Linked DNA regions of Danio rerio: region 2 is linked to region 1. Evidence: chromatin contacts called from public Hi-C data. All regions are on one chromosome and are shown on one strand. The core of a region is the stretch at or near the end of the contact, and the rest is flanking DNA. Distances in the headings are between cores, read along the strand shown. Region 1 holds the start of si:dkey-1d7.3. Region 2 holds the start of si:dkey-112m2.1.

The links. A called contact is a pair of places that touch in the nucleus more often than the background predicts.
Region 2: a Hi-C map of embryo shows a contact between it and region 1, with 5 times the contacts expected there. The contact joins the promoter of si:dkey-112m2.1 here to the promoter of si:dkey-1d7.3 in region 1. A contact is called at or near these places in 2 of 18 Hi-C or Micro-C datasets (caudal fin and embryo).

What each region holds. Positions count from the first base shown.
Region 1 is chr21:19,802,204-19,806,812 of GRCz12tu, forward strand. si:dkey-1d7.3 reads left to right here and starts at 2,095. Exons shown (of 9, transcript XM_073935197.1): 1 at 2,095-2,134.
Region 2 is chr21:20,223,243-20,227,851 of GRCz12tu, forward strand. It overlaps si:dkey-112m2.1, which reads right to left and starts at 2,429. Exons shown (of 9, transcript XM_009295369.5): 1 at 1,558-2,429. The coding sequence starts at 1,696.

The DNA of each region.
Region 1 (4,609 bases), core at 845-3,344:
TTAATGCCAAAAGCTTTCATTTCTTACAGTACTGTGTATACCGGTGACATCTCAGATTTTGATTTATGTGAAGGGTGGTCTAATCATTTAGCAGCATGGAGTCCGTCATGGACTTTGGTGAGATTGAGATACATGTGGTCATTGTGGTATATTTCATTTTCTAAGTAGGTTTACTGTCATTCTGGGTTACTGTGGCAACATATCATCACATAACGCTCCTCATCAAGAAAAAAAAACACTGAAGTAAACTGTAGTTGTACTTTATTCACCTTGAAGAATTCTTCTTAGTGGAACAGGCTGTTAAAATAAGTCAAACACACTGATGCTAACCACCATTACATATTATCACTACTAAACTGTAGTTCACCTTTGAGTATTACAGTTCACGGCAGTGGTCTGGCTCACACTGCTAACATCTGGACATCAGAGCAGATGGGACTGATATGATAATGGTACGTAAACTGGGCCATGGGGGAAAATTCATTTTCAAAAGCATTTGCATTTGTTTCCAGCAAATAGAGGGATCTACTGGTTGCTGGTTTGATTAAATTCCAGATGAAATCCATGTCCGCATGTTAAACTTCACAATGCATGCATTATATCCATAAGTTTTGCCTTTGTGTAGGGCACTAACACTTACACCTAACCTCATCTGGCATGAGCAGCGGTATGATTTATTCTTTGCATTAACGGTTGGTGCCATGTGTGTCCTTGTAGAGGAATTTGTGGGACTTATCAGAGAGCAGGACATAAAATCGTGCTTCGTATTGGCGATTGACATCATCAAGCACAACAGAGCAGCAGAGCAGGTCACACCGTGTGTTGTTACTGACAGGAGATTGATGACGCTCCCTTTAGCGAGATCTTCTTTAGTCAGAAATCACAGAGAGTTTAGTAATTCACACTGACTCTGAATATAAAGTGAATTGCTAAAGTATATCTCTCTGGGAATATATAACCTAACATGTCATAATGATGCATTGACTACCTCTGAAAATATTTCAATATGTGACTAAAGCTATTTGAGAAATAGTTGTCGCACAGGTAAGTTGTCTCAAGGGCTATATATCAGGGGCTATAAGGGCTTGCATCAAACATCAAATTACGCACTGCAGTGGTTTGGGATTTAAATTTTAAAAACCTTATTCATTTTAGATTTACCCACACACACTGAATTATTAAAACAACACATGTAATGTAATAACAAATGGTTTTAAACATTTGTGAGTTTCTGATGTTGAACACAAAAGTGGATATTTTGAAGAATGTTTGCTGCCCCCCTTGATTTCCATAATAAGAAAAAGATACTGTAAGGATGGTCTCTCCATAATATCAGACCCCAAGAACTGCTGTGGTATTCCAGGAGAGTTGTCATGCATTAAAACAATAAACTTTCTAATATAAGAAAAAGATCAGCTATAGGAAACCAGTACTCAACTGTCTCGGTCATGCATCCTGAGTCCCTCTCTCTGCCCTCGACTTTACCTTCTCCACCAGAGCCGCTCACTCACATTCCACACAGAATGTACAAGTTTTTAATATGGCGTATCTTGTGGATCTTCATGTTTAGTATCATTTTCACTCTCTATGGGACTAATTATGAGATCACTTCCAAAAAAAATCACCACTATTTATTTCTACAGTATTTAAGACTAAAATTATTTTCCATAATTTGTTTTGTACATCTGACCTTTGTTTTAATTTGTTGTCATTTACTGATGTCATTTACTTAAGTTAAGAAATCCCAATTTTGATTGAAAAGATCAGAAACAAAAATAATGTTTTTTGAACCATTAATTCCCCAAAAAGATGTATTACTTATCTTAATGTCAGTATTATTCCAAACATTAAAATGTTTTGTGGTGTGATAAATTATGGTTGTAAATCAGTTTCCAGGCTAATAGAGCTTGTTGGTGGAATTTAGCTAATTTAATAGATAATTTCCAGTGGAGTATTTTCATTTTATTAAAAAAGAAAGGCTACTAATCTTGTTAAATATATTGTTAGGAGTAAAATACCACAGAGAGTCACAATTATAAACATGAGATGGGCGTGGACTAGGGGTAAACGTGACGTCCATATTGGGTGTGGGTCACTGATCAATGACGTGTTTAGGTATTTAAATTCTCCTCAAGTGAGTTAACAAATTTTTCTGAATTCTGATTATTAGTTAGTTGTAAAATAACAAAAACCTCGTATAAACCTAATAAAAGGTCCAGTTACCATAAACTCGAGAGGACCTCTGTTCTGTGCCAAACACTTTGTCGGCATCAAAAACACAGGACATGTTTAGATTCAAGGATCTGTGTAGCTTCATTTAAACTAGCTTCCCGCGATAATTTGCTAAAGTCAGTTTGAATGATTTATATTGATGCATTTTATATCACGTTAGTCTTTTTAATGTGCAGTTCTGCTGTGTTCATCTGAAGCGTGTCCTTCCTGACACTTGTTTTGGTTTGGCCATCAACAGGGGACGCTTGCGCGCTGCAAATACAGCTCTCAAACCACTGAAGTGTCTATACGCTTCATAAAGAACTTGCAGCTTTAGCCTACTGAACAATCATCCGGACACAATGTTTGTGCATTCTCAAAGTATTTTATTGACATCCTATAACTAATTTTACTTAGTTTAACCAAATTTACGCAAACTTATAAGTCAAACACCACGCCAGTGTTTCAATTTTACTCGTTTTAATAGATTTCCCCCAAAACAATACGTAAACATTGTGTAGAGTGTTGTGAAACTGTTAAAAGTTCATTTAGGGACTTTTTTTTACGTTACAAAAGTCATATTTGTTGGTCATGTCCACTTGAAAGTGAAGAGCATTGACAGGCGAGTGAGGCAACATAAAGCGCACATGTATTTCATTTGCAGAGGATTACGCTCGTGACATCTAATCGTTCAGGCTCAGATGGACGTGAGGTCCACAAACAGCAGCACGTGAAGTGGGACAGCGCTTAGTCTGTACTTTAACACGTTATGTAGTTTATTTAACCTTTAGCAGTAATTTAATTTGAGCCTTGTGTCTACCAGGACATTTGTCTTTACTTTACATGACATGTAAGGACACCATGGTCACTTTTCTTGATTTGGAAATTAATTTCAAAGCTCACATCATTTCTCTCATAAAAATGCATTAGAGGAATAAAATAGTTTAAGCTGCAGTTTGGACTGATTTGTACAGACGAGCACAATGTTGCTGATGATTATCATGCTGTGCCTATCCAGTGCAGAAGGTAAGACATTCTTTTTTTATTTTGTTTTTTTTAATTTATTTGGCTTTTTAAAATGTAATTTCATATAATAACCTGCATAAAACTGTCCAGGTGGAGATGGACTTTTTGTGGCCACAATTGAAAGTCATGTCTGTGAGGGAATGAGCTGAAAGACCTCTAAAAGTTTGCATTAATACAACTTATTTGCATATTAAAATTGTAACCTGTGCTGTGAACTTTATTGGATATAACTTTTGGTAAGTGCACTTAAGCTGAGCACATTAATATAAATGTTACTTTGGCTCCATATGGGTATTAATGTTGCTTTGCATAAAAAATAAATTAGATTTAATTGCAATTTACTTATATAATTAACTGCGGAATGCAAATAGCTGCTTGGTTATTACTGTAAGTGGATTATTTAATAGAGGAATTAAAACTTTATCGCATGTGTTTTGAAGTCTGCGCCATGGCTTTTAATAGTGAAACTGTGAGGAGGGAATTTTGCTCGAATTGTCTTCATTCACGTTGAATAAAACCCTACTTGGAAGGCTCATAATTTGAACTTGATATGCTCTGGAATTTTAGTAATGCCAAAAGCAGCAATGTTGAAATTAGAGAGTCTGACAAATAGGCTTGTCATCACTGCAGAGGCTCAGTCCTAGTTTGAGCTGTGCAAACTCAGTCACGTTTGGCCTAATGTTCTTAGACACTGCACTGACACTAGTCCATTTTCCCCCTCAGGCTCAGCCATTAACCTACTTTGAAACATCACTTTCACATATGAGATTCAAACATATTGTTTATCTTTTTATTTCGGCAAAAGTCAATAGGAGGCCAGTTGAATGATTTACCACATGGATTAGTGTCCTCTAGAACAGTGGTTCCCAAAGTGGGGGTCACTTGGTGATCTCCAAAAATCGAATTAATTTAATTAAACTAGTGAAATTAACCTACAGAAGAAATATAAAATAGTTACATAAAAAGCCATCAGCCTTTAGTTTTTTTGCGACCCCTGGGGTGATTACGTTAAATTAAAGACACAGCAATAGTGTCAGATGCAGCAGATTGATGTTATGGCTTCAGGTTAAACTTTCTGACACTTTTACAGCACTCGCGTATATTAAAAATAAATTCAGGCCATAACTAAACATGGTGGATGGTCTCCGAGTGGCATTCTCTAAAATTAAAGGATCAATAGACTTGGGCCTAATGGTATGTGTGCACTGTTGTGTGCAAGCTTTATATATTTATTACCACCTCAGAGGATATTGAGGGTTGCGAGTCGCTGGCAATGTTATTTTGGGGGTTGCGAATTGAAAAGTTTGGGAACCCCTGTTCTGGAAAGTCAAACTGATTACTTTAATGTAAGTTTACGGTACTTTGAAATAAT
Region 2 (4,609 bases), core at 1,179-3,678, 420 kb after region 1:
CTTTCATGGTCATTTTTTGTGAGAAAAGCAGGTTTGATTTGGCATGACAAAGTGAGTATATTAATAGTATTTTTCAAATGCTTAATTTTAGCCAAATACCTGTATATTTCACCCAAAAATTACAAGTTACTTACTATTTACTCACCCTAAAATGATTTAAAACTTTAAGAGATTCTTTCTTTTGATGAACACACAAACCATTTTGAAAAATGTTACAAACCTGTTACTGACATCCATAATAGGAAAATGGTTACAGGTTTTCAGCATACCTTCGATTGTGTTCAGAAGAATAAGAAACTCAAACAGGTTTCTGACAAATGAATGATGAGTAAATCATGACAGAATTATTAATTTTGAATGAGCTAAAGGAATAGTTCCAAAAAATCCCATTTACCTCATCATTTAACCTCCCTCATGTGGTTTAAAACCTTAATGAGTTTTTTTAATCTGTTAAACACAAAAGCAGATTTTTTTTTTGCTGAATACCAACTTTCATGGTCATGTTTTGTGTTCAGCTGAGAAAAGAAGGTTTGGAATGACAATGTAAAATAATATTATTTTCCGAATGCTTAATCTATGCCAAATACTTGTATATTTCACCTAAAACGAACATTTTCTCACTATTTACTCACCCTCAAGTGGTTTTAAAACTTTTTGAGATTCTTTCTTATGTTAAACACACCAAAAAAAAAAAATATTTTGAAAATTTTAGAGACCTGAAACCGCTGACAACCACATAGGAAAAACAAATACTATGAAAGTCAAAGGTTACAAAGTTTCAGCATATCTTGTTTTATTCTGTTCAGAATAATAAGAAACTCAAACAGGTTTGTGACAAGTGATTGATGAGAGAATTTTCAGTTTTCCATAAACTAAAGGAATAATTACCCCAAAATCACAATTATCCCATCATTTACTCTCCTTTGTGTGGTTTTAAAGCTTTAGGTGTTTCATTTGTCTGTTGAAAGCAAAAGAAAATATTTAGGAGAATTTTGGTTGCTGGGACCCATCAACTCCCATTAGGGGAAAAAATACTATGAAAGTCAATTTATCCCAGCACCAAGCAACATTTTTCAAAACATCTTATTTTGTGTTCAACAGAATGTTTTGAACAAGTGAATGGGTGAGTAAATTATTTAATTCAGTGTGAAATATCCCTGTAACAAACTGCAGAGTAAAACAAATGGACATGTGCCAGATGACAAAGCATTTGTGGTTCTATGCAGATTCTTAATATCCAAGTAGTTTCATTAGTTTTTCATCACTCATCTAGTTTAAAATCCATACGGTAATTGTATATTCAGCACATTTAACCATGGCCATTCAGAGCCCACCTTCAATTGCTTTACAACCGGTCATCAATAACATGTCAAGAGCACCTCTGGCAATTTGTAATCATATTGATTCACACGCTATGATGTAGCACCCTTTGCATTATAACCACTGTTCGACTGCGATATGAGTTGGTGCATGTATTCCCACATACACATGAAAGCAATAATGCACTAAAATCGGCATGCAAAGTAAAAGACCTGATGCGCTCTGACAGACACTCACCTCTGCAAAGCAAGAACAGCATGAGCCCGGCTGGACTAAGACGCAGCATCTTCAGCTCCTCTAAAGTTGGTCGGGGCTCGAGAAGGGAACAGATCAGTGTTTTCCCACCGACAGGTCTACAAGACAACAAGTACAGCATTCATCTCTTTATAAGGTTAGATGTTTCTCCCTCCGATCATCTCAAAACGAGTCACTCCTGCGGTGCGATTTCTAAATGCTGTCATCTTGATTTAAATGTCTTCTGAAGTCTGGCAAACATCAAACATATTGAAGTGTCGTCGCTTTTAAAAATAAAAGTCACAGATTTGTAGTGCCACAAGTGTCTGTTGCTAAAAACAATCTGGTGGTCGTCGATCAGATGCTCCGTCTAAATAAACCCGAGTCTCAGTGGAAAGTTGAACATCGCTCGTGAGGCTCGACAACGCTTCATAGTGATGGGAAATCCACTGTAATTCCAGCAGTAAACGAATAAAGTTACTTTTTAAAAGACAATAATGGAAAATAAGCAACAAATATGAGCTTTTATATAAACAAGTGCTCGTTTAGAAACAGATTAAGCGACTCCGGGTTTCCACAGGTATTAGTACACTTTAAGAAATAAAACGGTAGTCCAGCGTTTCGCGTTTATCTGTTTTGATGTCGAAAAACAAAGTATAAACTTCAACAGTCTGAGGAAAGAATTAATGAAAAGCATTTGTTCAGTGAAAAAGCTCCTTTCTCTCATCCATGAAGTCCACTGTGAATATTCCTCGTGCTTTCTCTGCTCTTTGGGTTCCGCAGCGACAAGCACAGTGAGTCATGAAACTCTCTCTCTCTCTCTCTCTCTCTCTCTCTCTCTCTCTCTCTCTCTCTCTCTCTCTCTCTCTCTGCTGAACTCAAAGGGCGTCATGAGAATTTTAATTTTAACTTCAAAATACTTTAATTGCTGATTTGTATTATATAGCTGCAGTACTGTTTAATGTAAAATAGCCTACCACCTCAGTAGTGCTAATGAAAAAATTAATAGAGAATATGCAATTCAGCTAAAGTTAAATAATGAAATTTTAAAGACATGTGCACATATAGACATACATGCATTGTAAACAAGTATTCGTGCTGGTTAAACATGTGCACCTGTTGTGAATGGTTTTAACAGGAATCCAGAGTATAATCGATCAGTGGGCTACAAAACAGAACGGAAGAGCCTTGATGCTGAAGACTGAGTGAATTGTAAGAGTTTTTTTACAAATCATTCTACCATATTGTGGTGAGTTGTTATGGTTTCATTGTAATATGAGTGATGATTTAGGTTTTAAAGTAGTTATTGAGTGGTTTGATGATCATTGATTGTTTTCTGCATTTGCCTCAGTAAGCGCGACAGTGCCCTCTAGTGGTGAATGATGGCATGAAGTAATAACGTGTACTGCAAAACGTTAACTTTTTACAAGATTTACTGTGGTGGCTGGGGTGTAAATGTTTTCTCTTTTGTTTTGCATTTGTGCATGCTGTTCTGATATTGTGTTATGAATGTTTTTTTTTATTTGTTTTTATTGGTCACGATACAGATATGCACATTGCTGGTATTGATACTTAACATATACATACATGCACCTCAGCATTATAATGTTTTTTATTCAGTATCTGCAACTGTTGGACTGCAACTATCATGTCAATGTTCAGTACGAACTCTGAGAAATGTTTTTAGCACTTTGTTGAATGCAGTTCTGAATGCAAATGGCCGGCCAGCCTTGTACAAGTGATGTGTATTTCTTTCTTCATCATAACTGATTTTGAATTCTGTTGAATTCCTTAGACATGCGGGAAAACCTGAGAAAATAAATATAGAAGTTTCTGCTTTTGTGTGGGACTAATGAATAATTAATGAGCTAGGCATTGAGGCAGTTTGTGATTGGTTATCTTTTCCATGCATTCCATAAATAACATAAATAGCACTCTATCAAACTAAATGCTGTGGTTCACTCTGCTGTGGTGACCCCTGATGAATCAGGGACTAAGCCAAAGGAGAATTAATGAATAATTGAATGACTGAATGAATAAATAAATGAATGAAATACATCCATTCTAACATTCTGTTTACTGATATACCTTGTAGATCAATAATAGAAAACAACACTTACAGATACCTCTTAATCCTGCATGTGATGTTGATTTTTAAACATTTATCTGACAAACTCTTTTTAACTTTCAACTTCAGGAATTGTTAACCCAAACCAAAAATGACACCACAATTTACTCACCCCCTGTGCGTATGATATTTTTTCTTTCAGATGAAATCAGTAGTTTTCATTTTAGTTTTAAAGTAGTTTCATCCTGACTCTTTTATTCTGTGTAATAGTGTTGGATTTAATGATTTTGTTTTTTAAAGCTTCCAAAGGTTCATAAATCTGTAAATACCAATAATAACGCCAGCACTGACAGGATAGTAATGTCTGTCTTATGAAGCAAATGGATGTGTTTTGTAAGAAAAATATTTCATATATTTTTAAATTGTAAACTCAAAACTACTGACTTCTCACAACTGCAGAATGTGTCCTTATCAACTTCTTAGCTGACCTCTAACTCAACACAGTCCACAAAAAGGCTTTTTTTAAGTGCCTTGTTTTTTTTTGCAAGATACTGTTCTACTAGCATGTTATAGCCACACTAAAATTCCTGAGAATTTCTTAAAAATTCAAGCATTTATACATTGCTCTCTAATTTTTATTCCAACTGTTTATCAAGACATCCTCAAAAAGAAAAAAATATGTTTTATTCGATTTTGAAACACCATAGCTCCAATCCTAAATTTCATTTTGCATTAAGGCAGTTTGTGGTTGGTTATCTTTTTTATGCATTCCATAAAAACCATTCTATCAAACTAAATGCTGTGCTTCATTCCGCTTTGGCAACCCCCTGATTAATCAGGGACTAAGCCAAAAAAGAATGAATAAATAAGAAAAAATATATAATACAAAAAAAATATATATATATACAAAAAAGAATAAATAAATAAATAATTGAATGACTGAATGAATGAATTAATTATTAATTAATTATCACTCTCTGTGCATAC